2 separate regions of the Gossypium hirsutum genome follow, and region 2 is linked to region 1. Evidence: chromatin contacts called from public Hi-C data. All regions are on one chromosome and are shown on one strand. The core of a region is the stretch at or near the end of the contact, and the rest is flanking DNA. Distances in the headings are between cores, read along the strand shown. Region 1 holds the start of LOC107897440. Region 2 holds the start of LOC107897432 (protein NODULATION SIGNALING PATHWAY 1).

Region 1 (5,108 bases), core at 962-3,461:
TAAAAGTGTGGGATTCCAAGGGAGGATGGATTATTTTGATAAATGAATGTTATCAGCATGTCATGCAGTTAGCATATCTAAGGTAATAGACATCAATGTACAAAGACTACTGTGCAAAAGTGCAAATAATTACAATCACTAATTTCTATATAAACCATCTTCATCCACAATTTTTTAAAATCTGCTTTGTATCAGATTAATATTGATGGAAACCATTACACTAAAGAACTCCAAGCTTAAATTCATCACACCATGAATATGTGGCAGTATAATGTTTAGACTGAATAGACTACATAGTTAAGCGTTCACTTGCCAAAAGATAATCAAATCATTAAACACTTCATATCAAAGCCTACCAGGCAGAGCATTCCGAGAATAGCCTCCTCTTCGAGAACCACGTTCAGGGTATGTACGAAATTTCATCACTTGACCGGCATTCTCAGAAAATTTTCTTGGATCCATGGAACCTTGGTACCCAATGCTCTGTCATGATGAAACGAAAGTTCAAAAACAAGTTGCCCATTAGCCCCTCTACTGGTTCACATTTCAAGATGCAACAAGCAATAATGAAAGCCATTAATATTGTCTATCACTGAGGACAAAAACAATCTTATGCATAAATATCATAGGCTGCATTAATAGCAGAATAATAATAATAATAATGATGATTATGATGATGATGATGATAATAATACTAATAATAAACAGCTAAGATTTCAAAAAACAGAAGCACCCATATGTGTGCTAATCAACAGCCAAAGATAAAAGCATGTAAGATATTGGAATCACTTTCTTGCTAATAGAAAAGCAAAATACACACAGAATAGCTTTGCTGAAACCATATTAAGATGATATACAAAAGTTTACCTCTTTCTTCCGATCTCTCTTTCTCCTTACTAAATGAAATGTATCTGAGATGAAACAAATAGACTGGATGTAAATAAGTAACATCTATGGAAGTACATTTGAAATATCATCCTAAAGAAAAGAGGCAGTCTGAAACAAAATATCCAAGCAATCTAGGAGAAAACATAGACACCCCCTTCTTAACATTGGTGAGGGAAAAAATGCTAAAACGTCCAAGCAATCTAGGAGTGATATTCAATGAGGATCACAATGCCACTTTTATAACATACAAAAAGGATATTTTTATTACTTCCCATGCATTGAAATCGCTCATCAAAGATTGTAAAACGGTACAGAAATTACCATAACATGATATCTCTGTTTGCTCTCTGTCCACTGGATTCAACCAACCTTGATAACCCTAGATTTAGCTTATCAGTAGTACTAATAAAATTAAGACTGTACTATCCCCCCTCCCCCCAATATCTGAGCGACCAAACAAATTTCAAAAAAGAAACTATCGATTTATATTATTTGCTCAAAACTCAACTAAAAGAATGAAAGCACCTCATAAGAAAAAGATGAATTAATCTTTCAGACTCTTTAACGCACCTACAATAACGAAAAGATGACCACCAAAGCAGAGCGAAGTAACACCAAACAGGCAAAAAAAACGACAATCAAGCACGCTAAAACATCTTCCAATTATAACCAGGCCTTGAACTCCTTAAAAACTATAACCAACTTTCACAATACAAAACAACCTAAACCCAAAAACACGATAAAACCACTGAAAACAAAGCCCTAGAGTAGGAGCGACAAGAACTAGACCAATCTTGACCTCAAACTCCTGGAACTTAGAGCAGCTACAAAGCAAACAAAAAACCCATTTTCAAAACACTTAAAAAGAGGGCAAAACAGAATATTGAAATGAAGGGTAACCTTGATGAAGCAATTTCTGGGCAGTTTCATTAGGATCCATGTTGGCCTCTTTCAAGGCAACGTAGATATCATCATCCGAGTGATTACCGACTATTTCCTTGATTGATTGTATTGTCTTGCTCACTCGCGCTGAGATATGCCCTTCGGTTCTTGCCCCACTTACCATCTCTGTTTCAGAATACTAAAAGAAGATCAAAGAAAATAAAAAAAGACTCACTTTCCACACTGTTTTTTTTAAACAAATAAAACCCAGTTCTATAATCCAAATTCTTGTCAGATTTCAGATTACGAAAGAGGGTTGGTTCATTCTTTTCTTCTTTTTTTTTTTTTTTGGAAAGGATTTTTGTTATTATCACTACTATTAAAACCCTTTGAAAGAGAAGAGCTAGGGTTTGCGTGAAGAACGGCTTTTAGAAAATTAGGTTGGCAGAGCGATGGTTTTAAAATCTTTCTCAATTACTAATTCGGGTTCAGCTTAATGACGGATCTGCCCCCCTTACAATTTGAAAAGAATCAATTATATTGGAATAAATACTCAAGAGGTCCTTGTAATATTGGGTAAGGAGCAATTTAGTCCCTCTCAGGCTAAGTGAAACAATTTATTTCTTATACTATGAGAAAGGGAATAAAAATGTACAATTCAATCTAGAGATATAACTATATTCATTAATAAATTATTATATCATAACCTATTTTTTTATATCTAATTCAATTTTGTAAGTTGATACAATACTTAGAACTAAACATAATCTATCTCAACCCTTAAATAAGAACATAAATAAACTACGCTCAAACAAAATTATATTGTTTAAAAGTAAATAAATAAAGGATAATCCAATACAATGTTAACTAAGGGCCAATTTAGCATTACTTCTAAAAAAAATTATTTTTTGTCCCAAAAATATATTACTAAACAATATGTTTATGAGTTTTTTAAAAGTACTTTTGGAATAAAAAAAATTTTGCTCAATAGTGTTTTTTTGCCCAAAAATACTTTTGAAAATAATTTTAAACTAAGAATAAGATTGTGTTTATCAATTAGGTTGAAAAGCACTTTTTTAAATTAAACTTTTATTTAAGAGTTGGATTTCAACCCAAGTTAAGAAGCCAATTTTTTTAAAAAGTGATTTTGAGTGAAGGTTTTTTTTTTATATCCTCGTTAAATCTTTCATTTTATAATATCATGTTTAAAATTGATATTTTATCTTTCTAAAAATACTTTTAGACAGTAATGGTTAGACATGATCATAGGTCGAGCAGAGCTTATGTAAAATTTTAGGTCCATCTTCTAGATCCGAGCTTAGCTTGATCCATAAATGGGCCTAAAATTTTGTCCAAGCCTAGCGCAGATTAAAAATGTTAAACCCAAGCCCGACATTATTTTTATATAAAAATAAATTTTAAAAATATAATATATCAAATACACTAAAAACATTTATAGGGCCCAAATTTTGCGAGGGCCTATAAGCCAACTACAACCTAAAACTAAACTAAACCTAAATAACCACTAGCCCATTACAAACCCAATTACCCTAGCCCAAAATCTAGCCCACAACAAATCAGAAAAAAACAGGCAAGAAGAAAAACCCTAGCCCCTAAGTGCTTCAGCCGCCGCTCATATCGTGCGCCACTCCACCGCGCACGTCTGCCCCACGTACCACGTCCAAGCCATGTCTGCCATACCTACAAACATGCACAAAAACAGTTGTAAAATGGCTATACAAAGCCAAGAAGAATGTAACGTTGGGAAGAAAAAAAAGAGAGAAAAGGGGACGGATTGAAAAAAGGAGGAGGAAAAGAGATTCAAACATATTTTTCAAAAAAAAAAACAGCAAATACTAGTAGAATAGACAGCCAACAATCAAGCAAAGGTCTTTGAGTTTTTTTTCCTTATCTTTTTTTTTTCATTTTCGTTTTTACTATTATTTTTTGTTATTTATGTCTGCATATATTACATATAAAAATACAAAAAAAAAGAGAAATCTTACCCGCGACAGCGGCCGGCGACGAACGGCGGTGGTCAGCGCTGGAGCCTGGCCGAACTTCTAGCCTGCAGAGAAAAGGGGAGAGGGGGTTTTTGTTTTTGTGAAGTAGGAAAGGGAAATGAAAGTTTCAAATTTTTTTTGATATTTATAGGTCTCCCAATACGGCGTCGTTTTGGCCGATGCATAGGCGCCAAAACGAAGCCGTTTTAGCTTAGCCTGTGTGCGCGACCCAACCCGACTAGAGATCCGCGTGTTTTCTAGGGAGGGCTAATTGCACCGCCTTTTTATGGTTTGTAATTAAGTTTTTTTTCCTTTTTAAATTGACCCCATGGTTTTGTCATGATTTCGAATTGGTCCCGCTATGCTGTGCATTTTGGGAATAGGGGGAAATTTCCTTTTTAGCTCTTTCCTCTTTACCCGCGCGTTCGATTTAGTCATTTTTACTATTTATTTAGTCCGAATTCGCCCCAAAATCCCCTTTTTAATTCAATCTAATCCCTGTTTAGCTAGTTTTGCTATTTTGGTCATTAAATTGATTAATTTGACTTATTTTAATCGTATTATTATTGTGTTGGCTGTTTATTACTATTATATTATTTATTATTAGTATTATTATGTTCATTATAACCACCATTATTATTATTATTGTTTTTTTTATTATTATTAGCATATTGTTGTAATTAATGTCTTATTATTATCTCTATAATTATTGCTATACTATTATTTCGGTTTTATTTAGATGTTAACATATTATTATAGTTTTAATCATTATTTTCTATTATCATTAATATGTCGTTTGTTTATTATTATTTTTTAAACACTATTATCATCATTATACTTGCTATTTTTAATAGTATTACCATTATTTTTTTATTATTACTATCATTTTTATTATCTGTCGTATTTTTTTAAAATTATTTCATTCAATATTTTATTGTATATGTGTTTATTTGCCTACTCCCGATTTAAAATTTAATTTTCATTCAAATTTTATTTTTTTATATCCCTACTTTATTTTATTTATTATTATTTTTGTTTGAAATTTTTCAAGTAAAGGCAATACTCGGTATTTGGAATCTTCGAGAAAATTGTACCCTAACTTACTGTGTTCCAATTTTCCTTGTCGAATTTAAATAATTGAATACCCTTCTTCAATCCAAATGTATGAGTTTCAAATGAAAACTTATTCTCGGGAATTTGAAGTGTTGTGTCCTAACCCACTGGATATGACGTTTCATTATCTCAAGATAAGGTTTTTTAAAAATAAAGGCAATATTCTACGTTTGGAATTTTGAGAAATTGCGCCCTAACTTATTGGGTTTTGATTTTTCATTT
Region 2 (5,902 bases), core at 1,248-3,747, 160 kb before region 1:
TAATTAGCAAGAACATGGTTACTGTATTGAATTTTTGTAATCATTGAACAAGATATTGACACCAGGATGTCATGAAAAAGCTTTAGGTACAGTTTATACCATTCCCTATGATACTAATTAACTATAGCATTGCTAATTGGCTTCCATAACATTGAAAGGGCTGGAGTTGGCTTAGCTCCATAGCGGGGTTATAGTGATATGAATGGAATTAAGTCAAACTGGAGATTCTTGTCTATAATCCTTTTTTCAGGGTAAGACTTCTAACACTGTTTGAATTTTAGTTTCGTTCTATGATGTATATGCCTAGGGAAGAACTGAAGCAAAATGTAAAATTCCGTATTCCTATAAATGATTTTAGAGCTCTGAGATTGGTGCTAAGTTCTTCAACAAAACAATATGATGATATGTTAGTCATCGGTTTACGGTTCGGATGAAAAATATGGCAATATGTTTAGTTATTGGTTTACTATTTTGATGGAAGTTTATGATGATATAATGCTACCTCAATTCTTTAACTGGTATCATTAGCTTTGCTTGAGGGAGCATTTCATATGTTTGTGATTGAGCTGTGAAATTCAAATAGTGAATTGCTTCTTAGTTTGCACACAAGTTGAATTTGATTAAGATTATACCAATTGTCAAAACTGACTGCAAGCCATCCTTCACACATAGTTTTATACTTTTTAAGAATTTACATAGAGATTATGGAGAAAAATGAAAAAGCAAAAACAAAAGCAAAACAAAGCAATATCGAGAACTGTTTTTTTTTTTTTTTAACTTTCCTCTACCTTGACATCTAGCTTCCACAATGAACAAAATGATACAGGCTGCCCTTTCCACCACAACCCAATACAACCCTCTTTTTCTTCAACTATCATCTCCCAGTTACTGTCATACTTCCTCAGCAATGCTCGAGCCCCGTCAATGGCGTCCTCTCCAAACACTTCTGCCCTAAACCCCACGCCTTGCATCCTCTCGTACCATTTCTCTTTCCCTTCGTTCATCTCTCCTTGGTTTGTTAATGCCTTTGCTGCTTCTCCTTCCATTACTCTTCTTTCTTCGCTCTCTCGTCCTTTAAATGCTGAGCTTGTTGAGTCCAAAAACTTCCATAGGTACTCTACTCTCCGTGAGAATCCGGTTGCGAAATCTCCGCAGCTGCTGCAGCTGCAATCCATGTTGTTCTCGCTTAGAATCACCCCTTTTGGTTCTAAACTTCGTAGTACTTTCAAGAACTCGGTTCTTTGATCAGGCCTATTGTGGTTAAGATGATGAAGTCTGAACTGTGCGCAAACTATCAAGGTCTCTCCATGTGAGTTGTTGATAGTTTGTGCATTCAGGTGTTGTATTGGGTGGTTCTCGAGTCTATTTATCTGCAAATTGATGTTCATGGACTTGGCGAAACCGGGAAGTCGGGAATAGAAATCGTGGCCGGGTGGACCAATAGAAAAAGGGGTGTCCGTGATTTGATTATTTTCAGCTGTGGCCGCCACAACGGTGATGCGAACCACAGGTGGGGGACCTCCGGAACGGCGAGACAGCGCCTCAAGGAGCGTAGGCCATTGAACACCATGAGATACACCGATGTCCAGGATATGTAGATTACGGGTCTTATCAGGCTCTTGAGCAAGAATTTGGAGTATGGAAGCGTTGGCTATGGTATTAGGGAATGCAAACCAAGGACTAACCTCATAGAACTTGAGTAAAGATCGTTGAAAGAACTTCGGCTCAGTGGAAGCGAAAGTAACAGGCGCAGTCGAGGCAGAGGATGACGATAAGTGGTGCGTCAAGGCCCGTAGGCCATGATCCGCAAGCCGGTGGTTGGCATCTCCGGTCGATGAGGCAAGCTCGTTGAGAACATACAATAGATGCTGAGCACGAGTGAGGTTACCGGTGGTTATCGCTGATGCACAAGGGTTCAATAACTGTTCAGCCCATCTTCCTTCCTTGTTATTACCGTTATTCCCTGAAGACTTGTTTTTCTTATTTCCAGCTGACCTCTTATTGCCCATAACCTCTTCAACCCCCGCTTTACCGTCTTCGTTTTCATCGTTCTTACCATTCGAGCTCTTCTTCGACATCCTCGGAACGATGCTATCAGTGGGTCTCCTTCGCTTGGACGAACTCAATGGCACGGGAGGATTAACAATGGCAGAATCGGACTGTACGAGACCGGCATCGACATTACTCACAGCAGCTGCAATGGCAGGACTATTAATAGAAGCTACAGCAGCACCTATGGTAATAAGATCTTGACCGAAATCATGATTGGGATCCCACCATTGACAGCCATTGATGTCGCCTGGGCTGTACGGATCATCCAAGAAAGATGGAAGTAATGATGCAGAATCCTCAAGCCAATCCAAGATATGATCTTGGGATGGATTTGGTTCTGCTGATTCCTCAAGTGTCATATATGAATCCTTAGCTTGAAGAAAAACTCAGTTTAGACAAGGGTTGAAGAGATATGGAGTTTGTTTGATGATCATTGACCAAATGAAAGAGAAACGATGGTTATACTTTTGTCTTTCATTCATGACATCGTTAAAAACATAAATAAAAAAATAATTAGTGGGGGCAGTGATGCAGGTTTGGAAGTGGACGGTAAAGGGCATATTGAAGTGTCTGGTGTGCTGTTTTATTTGGAAGATGCGATGCTTTGTTTGGGTTTAATGTAATTAATTAAGGTTTTTTATTTGTTTAATTAAGGGTGTAAGAAATGTTGGGAGCTTTGTCTATGTCTTGCTTTTCATTTTCTATTGGATCAATGTCACCATTTGTTGATATCAACAAGTGAAATGACAGATTGAGAGACGGCAAACTCTGTTTCTGCTTTTTATTAAAATTATTAAATTATTTGATTCCGCTTTTACTTTTTATATTAAGTTTGATAATTTTTTTTCTGATTAAATTATAAAATAAAAACCTAAAGGTTATATAATTTATTAAGATTTATTATATTTTCTACATTTAAAATTTAATCTCTATATTTTTATTTTTAAAAATTTAATTCCTTTATTTTTTAATTTAAAATTTAAAATTTATTTATTAACGCTGTTAAAGTTCTTTTATTAAATGTGCTGACATGACATTTTTAAATTAGAAAGATATCCACTTAGTATTCGAGTAAAAAAAATAACATTGTAATTAATATTTTAATTAAAATAAAATATTTAAATTAACTAATGACATTTTAAAAATTAAGGTGTCAAATTATATCAAAATTAAAGTATAAAAATTTAATTTGAAGTTTGAATGAAATATAGATATTGAAATTTAACTATTATTATATAATTTTAAAAAAATAAAGAGATTAAAGCTAAAATTTGTTAAAAAAAAGGGAACGACAGCTTTCATCAAAATATTCCATCTATTAAAGTAATTTAAGTTATTTTACATTTAATTTTTAAAGTAATTACGGAGGCAAAGTTAAACCTAAAAAATGCTTTGGTGACTGAACTTTTTTTTTGAATAATTTAATTTTAGTTATTTTTGGGTACTCAACAATATTATCTTGATTGGATTGATTGGGTATGATGCTCTTTCGATCATCATTAAATCCGAATAAATTGATTGAATTAAATTAAAAAATAAATAAATTATTTTTTATAATTTTTTATTTTTTAGAAGTTTTAAATAATTTATTTATTTTAAATCACTTGAATTCACCCGTTGACCTTATCGATCTGATTCCAGATCCCGAGAAGTAAAAATATTGTCTTTAATTACTTCTTACTTGAATTGGTACTAACCAAAAGTGACTTTAAATTTCACTCCACTTGAAAATTTAAACACACTAGAGCCTCCATTTGCACCGGAGGATCGGTTGATTGGAATCTAATTAAGTAATGGTTAATTAAACAAATCGGTTTCTCCGTTTTAGTATAAAAAATTATTATAAATTCATGAAAAATAAAAATTCGATTCAACTATTGATTCAGTCGATTTTTTGGTTCAATTCAATTGGTTTATATTGATTCTTAAATTAGTTAATTTAATATTAATTTCTAGATTGATATCGTCATCGATTTACTATCCAACCAATTTAACCAATTGAGTTTGAATTTGAATGGCAAGAGAAAAAAAATCTAATTTACCCCTCACTTCTATTTTACTTTATTATTTAACATTCCTATAATTTATTTAATTAGTTTTAATATATCTTTTTTATTACTTAATATATTTTTAATATGTCTTAATTTTTATTTAACATAAATACTTCTAATTTATATTTATTAATTTATATAAATAGAAATAAAAAAATTTAATTGTTTATTATATATGGATATATATATTAATTTAAGTTTCTTAATTTTTTTTTTTAATTTTAATTTCATCTCACCGTTGCATTTGAATCTAAATACATATTTTACTATTGATTTTAATCTCACTGTTACCGTATTCAATCTCACTACTATAATAGTTAATTCCATCATCATTTTTATTTTAATTTGATCGAAATAAATTTTATTACCTTAAAAGGAGCTTAAAAAGGCGAAAATGGTGGTGAAGAAAGGTGTCATGGCACCAATAGGTTGGTTAAACGGCACCGGGAAGTGTTCCCACTCCGACACACGACGGAGAAACAAAATATAACGTTGAGGCAAAGATGTTGAGAAACTGTTTCCTTCACAAAATGTGTTGCCTTGGAATTATTTTCATAAAGTTTATGTTACATAACTGTGAAGGATTGTGAGAAAGATCGGATAACGGTAGGCATAGACCTTAGGTTGCTCATCCTTCTCGTTGTTTATGTCGGCCCAAAGTTAGGTGGTAGAATCGTTTGTAGCGATTACTAATTTAATTAAATAAATTATTAAAAATTCAAAAAATAGAAATTTAATTCAATTAATTTTATTAGTTTGATTCAATCAATTTATATGGATTGTAGGTTAATCTATTTAATGTCTCTCTTTAGATTGGTATTATGATCACTTCCGAATTCAATCCAGTTTGAATAATTTTAGTTTTGGGATGATAATAAAGATAGTAACTCTTAATAAGCTCAAAGACTCGAACCGATAAAATAGATAGATGCTTAAGGTTAAATTTATTAAAAATTTTAAAACTAAGATGAAATGTTACATTAACATTAAATTATGGGACCAAATTTATTTTAATGTCGGAATGGCTACAACTTTAAATTTTTTTAAACAATGGTAACAAAGTTGAGATTATTATTTTTTTAATAACTAAAATAAGAGTATTCTTAAACTTGGGTGGCATTTTTTGTCATATCATTTTAAGACACAATAAATTAACATTTTTTATAACATTTGAAATTACAAAAACTGTGGTAGTGTAAGTTTAGTTTTTTTTCGTTAAAGTTTTTTTGTCTCTTTTTTAGGCAAGTGATGGGTAGAACCAATTCCATCGGAACTAGAAGACCTTGGTCAATGCTTTTAGCATGCACAAGTGTTGAAAATATCACATTGGCATCTTCTTAGCTCGTGCCTTCGAGCTTGTCAATTTTACAGATGTAAGCAATTGTTGTAGTGCAATCCGGAGATGTGGATGAATGGCATCTAAGAGCATCAAGGGTACGATAAGTGCCTAATCTCAGGCGCCAGGAATAGAGGTTATAATTTACTTTTAAGCTTATATCACAGGATGCATGATCATCCTTGTTTTTAGTCCCAAGATTTAGTTAGTTAACACCGATTCAACCACTATTTTTTTTTAAATAATAATATATATGAAGGTTCTGAAGAAAATATATAATATAATAAAATTTATAAGCCATAGAATAATATATAACGATGCATAAATGACACGGATTGTTATGTCTTTTGAATGTGGGATATGATGTATAAGGAAGTGATTTTCAAGTCTAATGGTTGAGCAGTCCATTAACTGGCGGATATGGCGGAATAAGCCTCTACTCCAAGGGTTGCTAATCTGCTAT

The links. A called contact is a pair of places that touch in the nucleus more often than the background predicts.
Region 2: a Hi-C map of hypocotyl shows a contact between it and region 1, with 4 times the contacts expected there. The contact joins the promoter of LOC107897432 here to the promoter of LOC107897440 in region 1. A contact is called at or near these places in 16 of 34 Hi-C or Micro-C datasets (anther, callus, fibers and 4 more).

What each region holds. Positions count from the first base shown.
Region 1 is chrA10:5,597,565-5,602,672 of Gossypium_hirsutum_v2.1, reverse strand. LOC107897440 reads right to left here and starts at 2,211. Exons shown (of 10, transcript XM_041079677.1): 1 at 1,789-2,211; 2 at 868-911; 3 at 357-483. The coding sequence starts at 1,954. LOC121208588 (a long non-coding RNA gene) reads right to left here and starts at 3,999. Exons shown (of 2, transcript XR_005903701.1): 1 at 3,777-3,999; 2 at 3,166-3,471.
Region 2 is chrA10:5,755,553-5,761,454 of Gossypium_hirsutum_v2.1, reverse strand. LOC107897432 (protein NODULATION SIGNALING PATHWAY 1) reads right to left here and starts at 2,497. Exons shown (of 1, transcript XM_016822882.2): 1 at 646-2,497. The coding sequence starts at 2,411. The coding sequence ends at 774. LOC107897433 (E3 ubiquitin-protein ligase SPL2) reads left to right here. Exons shown (of 6, transcript XM_016822884.2): 6 at 1-218. The coding sequence ends at 3.